Regions from separate parts of the Mus musculus genome. Here all the other regions are linked to region 1. Evidence: chromatin contacts called from public promoter capture Hi-C data. All regions are on one chromosome and are shown on one strand. The core of a region is the stretch at or near the end of the contact, and the rest is flanking DNA. Distances in the headings are between cores, read along the strand shown.

The links. Promoter capture Hi-C pulls out the DNA fragments that hold promoters and counts their contacts.
Region 2: a contact with region 1 is called in a promoter capture Hi-C map of liver, with 2.1 times the contacts expected there. The contact joins the promoter of Bcat1 here to the promoter of Sspn in region 1. A contact is called at or near these places in 2 of 39 promoter capture datasets (both in liver).
Region 3: a promoter capture Hi-C map of liver shows a contact between it and region 1, with 2.2 times the contacts expected there. The contact joins the promoter of Lrmp here to the promoter of Sspn in region 1.

Annotation. Positions count from the first base shown.
Region 1 is chr6:145,931,897-145,936,107 of GRCm38.p6, reverse strand. Sspn (sarcospan) reads right to left here and starts at 1,986. Exons shown (of 3, transcript NM_010656.3): 1 at 1,737-1,986. The coding sequence starts at 1,934.
Region 2 is chr6:145,074,453-145,078,663 of GRCm38.p6, reverse strand. Bcat1 (branched chain aminotransferase 1, cytosolic) reads left to right here and starts at 2,507. Exons shown (of 11, transcript NM_007532.5): 1 at 2,507-2,775. The coding sequence starts at 2,770.
Region 3 is chr6:145,119,523-145,123,733 of GRCm38.p6, reverse strand. It overlaps Lrmp (lymphoid-restricted membrane protein), which reads right to left and starts at 1,965. Exons shown (of 19, transcript NM_008511.4): 1 at 1,628-1,965.

The sequences.
Region 1 (4,211 bases), core at 737-3,236:
ACACTGTGGTCAGACAAGGACAGGGTCCCTGTGTCTGAGAGACAGTGACACCCTGCCCACAGCCCTCATCCTGCTGACAAGAGGCATGGCCCCACATGGCTTCTAGGAGACTCCCTGGGTGGGTTGGGACAGCCTCTGCCGGGTCTCTCTCAAAAGCCAAGTGGGGCCACAGGCTAGGGGTGCACTTCAACTTAACCCTAGCATAAAGAAGGAACAAGAGAAAGAGCTCTTCGTGCCACGCCCAGAAAGCCATCAGGAATTTCGCCAGAGCTTTTGACTCTTGAAGCTTTGGGATTTTTGTGCCATGCCGTAAACATTAGAACACAGTTTGTCCCCCTATCTAACTCATTTCTTTGGAACTGGCCTTTCTGAAGTGAAATAAAAGCTGGTTTTCAAAACCAGCCCTCATTCCTTGTTCCTTCCTTTTGCCTGGCCTTCAAGGACAGATATTTTCCCCGGAGTATGTTGACAGCCATCGAGGCGACCAAAATATCCAGTATGTCTAAATGAGAGGTTATTTTTAAAATCATTTGACTTAGAAAACTCCAATCACGATAATTTCAAGGGAATTCTCAGTACACAAATTAAACATTTTAAATTACTCTGCAAAGATTTGTGAGTTTGAATAATCTTAATTTAAAAATATCTGCACCTATGAATATGCATCAGGTGTCTTCAGGTTCTGTCCCATACAAAATTATGTTGGGTTGTGTGTGTGTGTGTGTGTGTGTGTGTGTGTGTGGTCAGCAACAGTAAGGATAGAGGGGAGCTGGAAGGCCAAGGGGCCATGTTCATTTCTCCTGACTCTGCCACGTTTACCTTCTGGGCTTGAGGACGTCAGGTATCTTAATGGGCTTCCCCGTGTCCAGAGTGGAATAACAATCCCCACCGTTGCATGGGTCAAACGAGACAGCCTGAGAATTTAGCATTGGCTTTAGATAATAAGGTAAGTATTAGCATAGCCAGAATTCGGCTACAGAGAAGCCAGTCCTGCCTTTGCTTTCCCAGCTCATGACCTTGGGCGGGGCCAGCCTGGTTTCTCTAACTTGAGGACTGTCCCATAAGATGTGAAGTTACAAACACAGGGGAGATCTCTGGCAGAGCCGGCATACAGTAGGTATTCCGTACGCCGTATCTATTTTACTTTCAAGAACTCACACACCAACAGAGTACTGTGCATCTGGCATTAGTACAACCCCAAATGAACTCCACTGGAGCCAGCAAAGCTTCAGCCCACCTTACACTGTGTGGATTAAGCCTGTGCTTGCAGTCGTCTCCAGCCCTGCCTTAGGAAAGTGATTCATGACTCTTACAAGGGAACTGTAGTTTAACAAAGCCAGTGTGGCAACTCCAACTTAAGGTTTTCCTACCCTGCTTTTCCCAGGATGAACTTCATTCAGTGCTACTTATGCAGACGCACGTGGGGCCTGGGGAATGAGACAAGGACCAAGCCACACAGGGTGGGCCTGCAGTTATCTTTGAGGCTATGCGAGATGTCCACGGGGCCTCCCCTGTAGACTGAGTCAGAGCCCTGGGAGGAGCAAGAAGCCTCAGGCAGGCGAAAGCCAGAATCCTGCTCCCAGCCTTCCTCTGGGGAGCCCAAGTGTGCCCAAAGTCAATCTCCAAGCAGTTAGGGGTGCAGCCAGGGTGGGGGCGCATGCAGCTGGGTTAGTCTCCACTCCACCATGCGGCTCGCATGCCCGCTGGTGCTTAGGCCGAACAGACTTGATGCTTACAATGATCCCAGCCCAGAACGGAGTATCTCTGACTAGCAGGGAGGGGCTGATGCTCGCCATGAGGAAGCCCAGCACGGTCACCGCGATGCCCAACGCCAGCTGCAGCAGTGCCAGCAGCAGCGGGAAGCGGCAGCCACAGCAGGTCCGCGCCTCCTCCTCAGGCAGCTCCTGAGCCCTGGGGCTCGGCTTGCGCCCCATGTTCCCTCGGTGGTGCCTGCGCCTGGGCCTTGCTGCTGGGCCTGCCCAGTCTGCTGAGACTGGGCTGAGCAAAAGTGGAAAACACTGGCAGGAGGGGGACCCGAGGGGGGTCGCCAACTGCCAACGCACAGGGACCTGGCGCCCAGGGCCTGTGTGATGGGAATGCCAGCCTGCTTTACTTTTTTGTTTCCAGGAAGTACAAGACAAGGTGATGAATGCTTAAACCGCTTGTGTTTAATTAATAGATCACTGAATCCAAAATGGGCTCGGCTGCACTAAATAAAAGCTGTGGAGTCATTGACAAAAGTTAAATTGAGCTTTTTTTTTTTTTTTTTTTTTTAATGTAATCCAACCGACAAGGAAGAAAGGGAGGGAGAAAGAGAGGGAGCACTGGAGGAAAGGAGGGAGGGTGAGAGAAAGGAGCAAGGAGGGAGGGAGGGGGGAGGGAGGAAGGAAGAAGGAAGGAAGGAAAGAGAAAAACAAACAAAAAACCAGAAAAGAAAAATAAAAAACTTCTTTTCTTATTGAGGTACTCGCATTCAAAATAATTGTTCCTGGCCAGTGAGGTGACTGAGCTGGGAAAACCTGCTGACCTCATTTTGATTTCCAGGATCCACAGTGGAAGCTATCTATGACTCCTCAGAGATGAACCCTTGACCTCCACACGTGTGACTCTCAGACCATACACATGGCTGCACACAATAATAATTAATTAAAACTCAACAATGAAATAACTGTTTGTAGAGAGGCTGGGCTAATCATGACACCTCGCATGCTTGTTTGTCTTTAAAAGCCCTTTGTTCTCATTTATATCTTGCGACTGTCCCATGCAGCCCAGGCTGGGTTCAGACTTGCCGTGTATCCACAGAAGACCTTGACTTTTTAATCCTCCTGTCTCCACCTCCCAAGTGCTGGGATCACAAGTGTGCACCACCCTGTGTTTAAATAATAGTGTCTATGAGGCTCCCAGTGAGTCTTCACACTTGCTAAATGTCCAGGGGGTGTTGGCATGCTGGATAGAGATGGACAGTTGCACCCAGGCAACCTTTAAGGGCTACTTTTAGCACTTGCAATGTGCTAGGACAGGCAGCTATAGATCTGGTGCTCTCCAGGAGGCTCAGAAGAGATGGGTAAACCTGGTTATTTCCCGAAAGATGGTGAACTATGCCTGGGCAGGGCGAAGCCAGAGGAAACTCTGGTGGAGGTCCGTAGCGGTCCTGACGTGCAAATCGGTCGTCCGACCTGGGTATAGGGGCGAAAGACTAATCGAACCATCTAGTAGCTGGTTCCCTCCGAAGTTTCCCTCAGGATAGCTGGCGCTCTCGCTCTTTTCCCGACGTACGCAGTTTTATCCGGTAAAGCGAATGATTAGAGGTCTTGGGGCCGAAACGATCTCAACCTATTCTCAAACTTTAAATGGGTAAGGTTTTGTATACCTTCGTGCAGTACCATTTAGGACAAAGTACAGTGTGCAGCTACTAAGAAATAGTCCCAGTGGGGAGTGGTGGCTCACGCCTTTAATCCCAGCACTCGAGAGGCAGAGGCAGGCGGATTTCTGAGTTTGAGGCCAGTCTGGTTTACAAAGTGAGTTCCAGGATAGCCAGGGCTACACAGAGAAACCCTGTCTTGAAAAACCAAAAAAAAAAAAAAAAAAGTCCCAGTTCCATGGGGAGTTTAGACTTTCTTCTATGGTTATTTTAACATTTGGAAACTTTATTCAAAAGGAAATTATGTAGCCAAGATGTTAAGGGAGATAATAAAGGATGCCCAATCTTAGGTTGGGATCTCTGAATCTAACTTCCTGCTGTTCCCTCAGAATCTAAGCTAATTATTGTCTGCTGTGTACCTACAGAGGCACTTAAGGAGACTCAGCATTTGCCTTACATTTTTTTCTGTACACCAGTGAGAAAATTGCAGCGCACAGATTAAAGTCACTAAGTCAGAGGCAGAACAGAAAGCACACGTTCCGTTTCCACTCAGGATGGTGTGCTACACTCACGCGGGTTTCAGTGCAGCCCAGGAAGTCCACCATCCCTCGGTGGTGCAGTCCTAGGACTATGAGGAATTCCTGAAGGAACTGACAAAAGCTGGTATTCAAACAGAACATGACATGGACAGCCCGGCAGACATGAATCTAACAGAAATCAGTGAGCCAGCAGATTACCTGTAATTAGCTCTTTATCCATATTAACAGCACAGCTTCTAGTTGGGCCCTTGGGTCTAGTTGGGCCTGGCTACTCGAGGGATGACAGCAGGAAGGTTGTAAGTTCAAGGCTC
Region 2 (4,211 bases), core at 1,258-3,757, 860 kb after region 1:
GAGGGTTGCTTATTCATTTTAACTACCTAATTCTTACTTCAGGCCAGATGACACGGCATCCACGGATTGGCTGCCTGAAGCTATGGCTGTCTCACCACTGGTTCCTGGATCCCGGTTTTCATTTCTGGGAAAGAAAAGCTTAGGCCTAGTCTCCCAAATTGTCACTTTGTAGCCTGTCATGGAGTCAGCCTGGCTCTGAGCTTAGTCCCTTTAGGAATAAGCCCTGTGCTGGGTGGGTGGCTCCTGACAGATGCTGCCATTTCTGGATCTACCTCCTCCTGTGTGCGCAGTCTTCCTTCTTCCATTAGAATGGAATACAAAAGCTGCTTATAAGTGGTTCTCTCAGGGCAATGCACCAACTGAGAAAAACCACTGTATTATTCTACACTATGGAGTAATTCAGGGGAGGGCAGGGCCTGATCTCCAACACATGTGTACCTCAGCTAAACAAGGTGGCCCAAGGCAGGGTGGCACACCCTTTTAGCTCAGTGCCCATGGGGGAGGGGCAGGTAGATCGAAGTGACTCCTAAGCCAGTTAGGCTCACACAGTGAAATCCTGTCGCAAACCAACCAACCAACCAACCAACCAACCAACCAACCAACCAACCAACCAACCACCGACCAACCGACCCACCAATGAAACTCTGCAATGGTTTTTAGTGTATGGCTCCCACCTAATTTTAGAACAATTTTATCACCTTTTCTCTGTCTTCTCCCTCCCTTCCTGGTTTGTTCCTTTCTCCTCACTACCCAGGTGACCGAGGGACTGAGCTCAGGGCTGGGTGGATTCGGGCAAGCACTCTAGTGCTTGAGCCATAGCCCAGACCTAGAAAATCTTAGACATCCAAGTTAGGAAGTCTTGCACTGATTCACCAGATTGGCCACCACATACCAGCTTCTTTTCAAACTGCACAATGTTTTCAAGGTTTGTCCATGGTATACACATAACTGCTTTTGTTGTTGTGGTGTGTGTGTGTGGACATGTGGACATGTGGTGTGAGCCTGTGGAGTGTATTTGTGTGAATGGTATGTGTGTGGTGCACATGTGTTGTATGTGTGTGGGGGGTGTGTGTATGTGGTATGTGTGTGGTGAACATGTGTTGTGTGTGTGTGTGTGGTATGTGTGTGGTGCACATGTGTTGTGTGTGTGTGTGTTGCTTCAGACTCGAGTTGCTGGGACTACAGGCAGGCAGCTCAACGCCTTGCTTCATTTCCTCTTACTGTGGATCAGTGCTCCATCGTATGAACAATAACCCAGGATGTCTACACTCACCACTTAAAGCCCACAGCGCTGCTTGAGTTAAAACCGATCTGGACTACAGTCTTCTGAAGGGAAGAAGTTGTTGCTGTTGTGCTGGGTGCAAAGATAACTCAGTACATTTGTCAGGATAATTCAGCTATTCATTGTTCACCTGGGCAGTTTCATTCCAAGCAGCAGAAAAGAAAAACAAGGGCTGCAGAGATGGCTCAGCAGTTAAGAGCACTGACTGCTCTCTCAGAGGTCCTGAGTTCAATTCCCAGCAACCACACGGTGGCTCACAACCATCTATGATGGGATCTGATGTCCTCTTCTGGTGCATCTGAAGACAGTGATGGTGAACTCACACATAAATAAGTCAGAAAAGAAAAATGAGAAGAAAGAAAACATTTTTAAAAAAATAAATAGGGCTGGCGAAATGGCTCAGTGGTTAAGAGTGCTGACTGCTCTTCCGAAGGTCCCGAGTTCAAATCCCAGCAACCACATGGTGCCTCACAACCATTCGTAACAAAATCTGATGCACTCTTCTGGAATATCTGAGGACAGCTACAGTGTACTTACATATAATAAATAAATCTAAAACAAACAAACAAACAAACAAAGGATACAGGCAAAACATGGTCGGGGAAAAGCCTATTCTCTCCTAGGGAGTTAAGAATGAAAATTTCACAGCAAAGCCTTCTGCTTAGATTTACTAAAAAGAAAGTTTTCAGATTTTCAGAGAGATCCTCTCCTCAACTGAAATCCCATCGGTGGGAGCCTTGCCTGAGGCTTGTGTGGACGCAGGAAGGAAGTTATCAGGTGGTGAGGACCATTTCACATTAAATTACTTCTGTATGTGCACATCAAAGGATGCAAACTAAGAGACGACTACAGAGCGTAGACCACAGACTGAGAGTGAGAGTTCCATCCAGGGCTCAGATGGTGGAAGGAGAGAACCGGCTCCTGCCAGTTGGCCCTTATCCACCACTGTCCCTGTCCATCTAGCCACCCGCTCCTATTCAAAATCTATTATATTTATTTAAATGTTATAAAAATTAGAGAGAAAAGGAGTTGGTAAGAGTGGTTGTATTTGAGAGTTGTCTGTGGGGTGTGGAGCGTGAGAGCGAGACGGAAAAACCCAAACTCTTCTTTATTATCCAAAATATACCTTAAAACTTCCCAGTTCTGAGACTAGATCCTAGTACAGCGTATGATTGGGGGAGGGACTGGGGAGGTAGCAAATGAATCAAAGACGCTTTCAGATTTGTCCTCCTCTGCTACCTCCCCTCCTGCGATACAAATCACTGGAGGGGATCAGTGTCTCCACCCTGGAGTGAGCCAGAGGTCGGACTGTAGCTCGCGGCTGAGCCAGTCGCTGCTGATGCAATCCGCAGCGGAGCGCGCCCAGCTCTCCATCTTCCGCGCTTGCCGACCGACCCTGAGCGCCACGTGTCACTGCACAGCCGCCTCCTCCAGAGGAGACTCACATTTGCACCCAGGAGCCGGAGCCACGACCCAAGCCACGAGAAATGAAGGTAAGCGTATTGCTGAAGTTCATGCTGGAATGCAGCTACTCACCCACCCGGAATATCTCGGACACTGGGTGGAGAGAGGAGGATGGAAGGACCAACTTGCTTTGTCCCCCGTCCTGGGCTACTAAGCGTGGGGATCTGGCCTCGTATCCACCCGCAGATGCTCCCGCTCCGGTTCTTGTCCTGGTTCTGTAAATGCGGTACCCAGATTTAGAGGATGCCACAGCGCCTCTCCTACATGCTCCCTAGGCGGGAAGAAGGACCGTATCGTTGCGTTTGAGCTGCCCAGAGATAGGGTTTGGCGAGGATGCTCGGACGCTCTTCTGGGTAGTTGTAATAGAAGGGGGAGGAGGACCCTCTTATCTGCCGAAAGCAGATCGCTTGTCTTTTAAGGTCCAGGTTCCAAGTGGAAGCTTCCGAGTTACGGACCACTCGAGCTTCAGGACCAGAGAGTGCAGGCGGTGAACTCTAATTATCATCTGAGATAGCTAGCCCAGAGGCCAGCCTGAGGCGTTTTAAGATATTTTCCAGAGCCAGAGCTCTGGCTGTCTGAAAAACTGCCAGATCTGAAAAGTTTCCTTTCCGAAGGGAAATGATGCTCTGTCGGCTGTGCAGTCACCTAGTCTCCCGCAAGGAATATTCGAGTAATAAAACGTGGGTTTCGGGGAGCTACAGAGCGGAGCCACGTTTCAGTTTCTGAGGAGGCGGAGGAAGTTAGACACTCAGACTGCTCAAGCCTAGCTGGAGGGAATCCACACGTCACGTCTCCATCCCCACTGTGCCGCCCTCGCTCCTAGCCCTGACAGATAGATAGATAGATAGATACCCTTTCTCTTTTTCTCTCTCTTTTTCTCTTTTCCTTTTTCTCGTTTTCTCATTTTCTCGTTTTCTAATTTTCTCGTTTTCTCTTCTCATCTCTCTCTCCTCTCCTTGCCTCCCCTCTCTTCTCTCCTTTTCTTTACATTCTTTACCTTATCTCACTAAATCATATGCCTTTATAATTTTATCCACATGCATTTAATGTATTCACTATCTCTCTTAATCATTTGTTCATTCTGTATATATCTACCTTAAAATATAAGTTCCTAGACTCCATAGATGGGCAGTCTGTGTATAGGGAAAAGCTGGAAGCCACAAGCCAGCTGAGCAAGGGGTTTAAATTCCCCAGCTGTGGTCCCCTTGGCAAGGCTCAAATCTGTATAACTAATGAAGGGGGCTAAGCCAAGATGGCTACTTACTGCCTTGTTGGGAGAGAGTGGTGCAGGGGTGAGTGGTGTGTTTCATCTTAATTTGCTTTCTGAGTCAGAGACAAATGATGGAAAGTTTTTTTCTTTGTCTTTTTCTTTTTTTTCTTAAATGTCTCTGAGGGCCAGGCTTAACACATACCTGTAGTCCCAGTGCTTGTGGGGTAGAGAGAGAAGAATCAAGAGTTCAGGGCT
Region 3 (4,211 bases), core at 716-3,215, 810 kb after region 1:
GCTACTATCCTCACTCTTTGCTGTCCCAAGTCGACCTGCTATGTAGAGCATTGTGAAAATGTGAACTGCTCTCTTTGCCCAAAAGTTGATTTTCACAGGTGTTGAGAGAGACCTTCATGTAAAGACATGGTCTTGAGCAAAAACCCATAGGTGTGCCTTCTCTGGGCAGGCAAAATACACCCATCTACATGTGTTCCATGAATTCTGGTAGCTCGAGAGCAGGTGCATTGAGGAAGGAAGTCCACACATGAAAAAAAAAAAAAAAAAAAAAGCGCTTCTAATACCATTCCAACCAATTGTCTCTGGAGGCTGGGCTGGAGGACCATAACCAGCAAGGAACCCCACAATGGCCTTTGGGATGTGTCATAACTGTAGACACTCCTGCTCAGATGCCACAGGGAACCCTTGAGAAGGGGGACCCAAATTCTTACTTGCTCACAAAACACTGAGATGTAATATCAATTTCATCAAAAGACAGATGTAAGTGGCCGGTGGGTTAGTGCTCTGAGCATGGGCTCTGAAGCACCAAACTGGGCGCAGCTGCTTATCGGTGCCTCCACAGGGTAGCTCTTCTCACAAGAGACCCTTCTCCAAAGCCTCCTGAGCAATGACAACACTGTACCCTCCCTGATTTAAAGAACAGTTTTTATTGCTTTCTGAAACATTGAAAACCAGTGAGCTGTACAAACCAAGACAGTAACAATAAAATATTGAACAATGTTGCTATTCTAAAAGGAAGCAATTCCTTAAACGCCTCAGCCACTTCCTCAGGCCAACAGTGAAAAAGGTACAGAAATTCACAATAAACCCAGACCAAGCACCATTTGGGTCACGAGATAAATGAACTCTTATGTCTGGAAAAAAAAAATCTGTCCCACTAAATTAAGAAGTTCACTGAACAAAAGCAGCTGTCCGGTAAACGGCGAGGCACGCAAGCTTTACAATTTCCATTTCATCTTTGTAGAATAAAGCAGGTTTATAAATAGCCTGACATTTGTAATTTGACACTTGTCTTCTCACATTATTCTTGGTAAATGCTCATAATAGGCCTTTGGCTGGCACACAAAATTCTAAATACCCGTTTCAAAGGTAAAGTATATTTGAGCAGAGGAACGCACACAGTTTAACCCCAGCACTCTGGAGGCAGAAGCAGGTAGATCTCTGTGAGTTTGAGGTGAGCATAGTCTACAGAGAGTTTTAGGTCAGTCAGAACTACACAGTGAGACCCTGTCTCAAAAACAAAACTAAAGTGTGCATATATATCCATACATACACACACACATTTATATTAAGAACACATTAAAAATTTTAAAGCAAGTTTACATGTGTTTAATATTGATACACACTCTTGCACACAAGGGTAAGTTGCCTCTGAGCTAAGTAAGCCCCAGCTCTGTTTCATTTTAAACGGAAAGATAGCCATAGACAAATCTAGCAACAGCCTGGGGTGCGGGGAGCAGGGGAGGGGTCTATGGCCCTGGCCAGAGGCTGAGATCCCGGGAGCGAGAGCGAGCGATGCTAGCTAACCCTTCCACTGGCTAACCCAGCAGCTGGGATCCAGGAAAGCGGCAGAGGCTCTTCCTCCTCATCCTGGGCGACATGAACCAGAGTAGAATGAGCTACTTACACTGAACGCCCCTGGTCTTCAGCTCCTGAGTCTGAGTAGTGCTGGGGACTGTGATCTCCTTCTGGAATCGCTTCCTCTAGTTCTTGTAGCAGAGGCTTGCCTCATGCGCAGGCCCCATCCTGATCCCCCTGACCCATATGCACAGGTCAGCCTGGGTTTGAGCCGCGGGAAGGGCGCTGGATGCTTGTTCTTAGGCACAGGAAACTGGAAATATGCTTTTCTTCTCAGGGAAATGATAAGCGTAGGCTCAACTTCTGCAATTCTGTTTGCACGGGCGGGCGCAGCAGGCCCAGATCCTTCCACCCAGAGAGTCCCTAGAAGCAACTTAAGCTTTCTGTACTCCCCTCTTTCACCAGAAGGCTGTTAACACCGCCTCCTCTGCACCCCTGCACCCCTGCACCCTTGCGCCCTGCACTTCCTCTGCGCAGGCTAAAGGCCAGCCTCCTGGGACAATTGAATAGTTCCTTTTTTCCCCCTCCTCCATTTTTGCTTCACATTTTAAGGACATCTGAGGTGATATCCCTGAGTTTCATATTGCCAAGGCCTCCGGACCCCTGGCTCTATGTGCTCTCTGGCTATGGACCTTCTTCCTAGTGGGCACATCTTGCAGCCGCTTAGCAATGTCTAATGGTTTCTGAATGAAGTCGAAATTTTAAAAAAAGAAAGGGGGGGAGGGGGTGTGTGGAGGGAACGACAGAAACACCCTGAGCTTTCAGTGACACTTCAGTCACAAGTCACTCTGAGAAACTGTGAGGAACTCAAACTTCTTTAGAGAGGACCTGAAAAAATGAAAGCATTTAGAAATACAGGCTCTTGAGTAAAGCAACCCCAGAGCTCACAATCAACTCCACAGCTTCCTCGGGCTGTTTCGGATGAGCACGTGGCATGACTGGCTCCCCACGAGCTCGCTGTGACACCTGCGGCACACAAGTAGGATGTTCTACATTGGGAGCAGGGTGACAAGTTTAGTTTTTACACACCAACACGAGCTATTTAGAGGAAAGTGGGTGCGGAGGGAAATGCGTCTTTGTTTCGTTAACCTTTCTCCTTTGGACTGTCAATCATAGGAAACGGGCAGAGCTTTAGTACCGGAAGTATCTCCCCCAACACAGCTGGAAACTCACTGGATATTCCCACTGTGAACTCAGAGGTCATTCTCTACCTCTTATCTCCCACCACAAATGTCCTTGAGCCTTTAGCACTTCTCATTTGGCTCCCACTCTCCGCTAGCCAGCAAGACTAATCTGTGGCGTACTGATGACTCAGTGGTTACCAGGAACTGCTTGAGTACAAACCTTAACCCACTGGGCCCACCCATTTTGAATTAGGATCAAAGTGGGGGGGGGGGGTAGAGGGAAGACAGCCATCAGTCCCAGGCTCCTTGCAGTTAAAGCCTAACTGTGTGCCTGCATAAAACAGCACTGCTTATAACATCAGAAGCAAGAAGGACCACGGCCCTTTCAGCATCGTTTTGTATATAGAGGCATTCCCCAAAGCTGCTTGCGCGACCGCCTACAGTCGCTTATGCTCTGTAATGGCGCTAAAACAATATGAACAATGTATATTGAAATCTACACTCTTAAATATTTATAGTTCTTACTAAAAGAGGTAATGCTCTTTTGAGATAGGATCTCATATACCCCAGGCTGGTCTCTAATTTTCTATGTAGCTGAGAACTTCTGGTCCTCCTTCCTCTACCTCCCTAGAGTTGGAATTACACACATCCACCACCTAGAGCAGCTTGTGCTCTCATGCTAATTTATGTTACCCAAAAACCTGTTTGCAGTGTCCTGCATGTAGGCTAAAGGAAGCCTACCCCCAGCTGGCTCTGATTGGAAAATAAAGTTGCCAGTGGCCAATGACTGGGCAAGGAGACAGAGGCGGGACTTTTAGAATTCCAGAGTAAGAGAGGAGGAGGAAGAAGGGATCCCACCATGAGAAGGGCATAGGACAGACTATGCCAGGAAGGAGCAGGGGGGAGAGCAGGCTGAAATGTAGGTACGAGGGGGAAAGCAGCCCCAGAAGGGCTGCCCAGAAGGGTCTTGGACAGCAAAGATAAAATATATATTTAGTAAGTGTTAACTCAGGAATATCAGAAGGGAGTGTATGCTAGCTTCGGGGCAGTTTAAGTGCCATTTATCTAGGTAAGGTATATTAAAAATAAACCAACGTGAGCAAAAAGCTAACGCGAACCTACCAGGAGTATAAAGCAGAATTTTAACTATTTGCTGAGACAACCACTAAGTCTAATTTATTCAGTACAAAGACTGGACTTGAACCCAGGGCTTTGAGCATGCTAAGCTGGCATTGCTGCCAGCCAAACTGTCTACAGCCCAGTTCTATGCTCGTACTGTTTGTGTGTATGGTATTGTTAACTACATCATGTATGGTGTTGCCAATGTCAGAGTGTATACAGTACTGTTAGGTACAGTGTGTACAGTACGGTTAAATGTAGGATATGGTATTGTTAATAACAGGTACTGTGTCATGCAGCAGATGTCAGGAGGTCACTTGTCACAATGGCCTAAGCTTTACACCTGATGAAAAGTAACTCTGCCTTCTTCTCCTCAGCCTGTAGCCACCC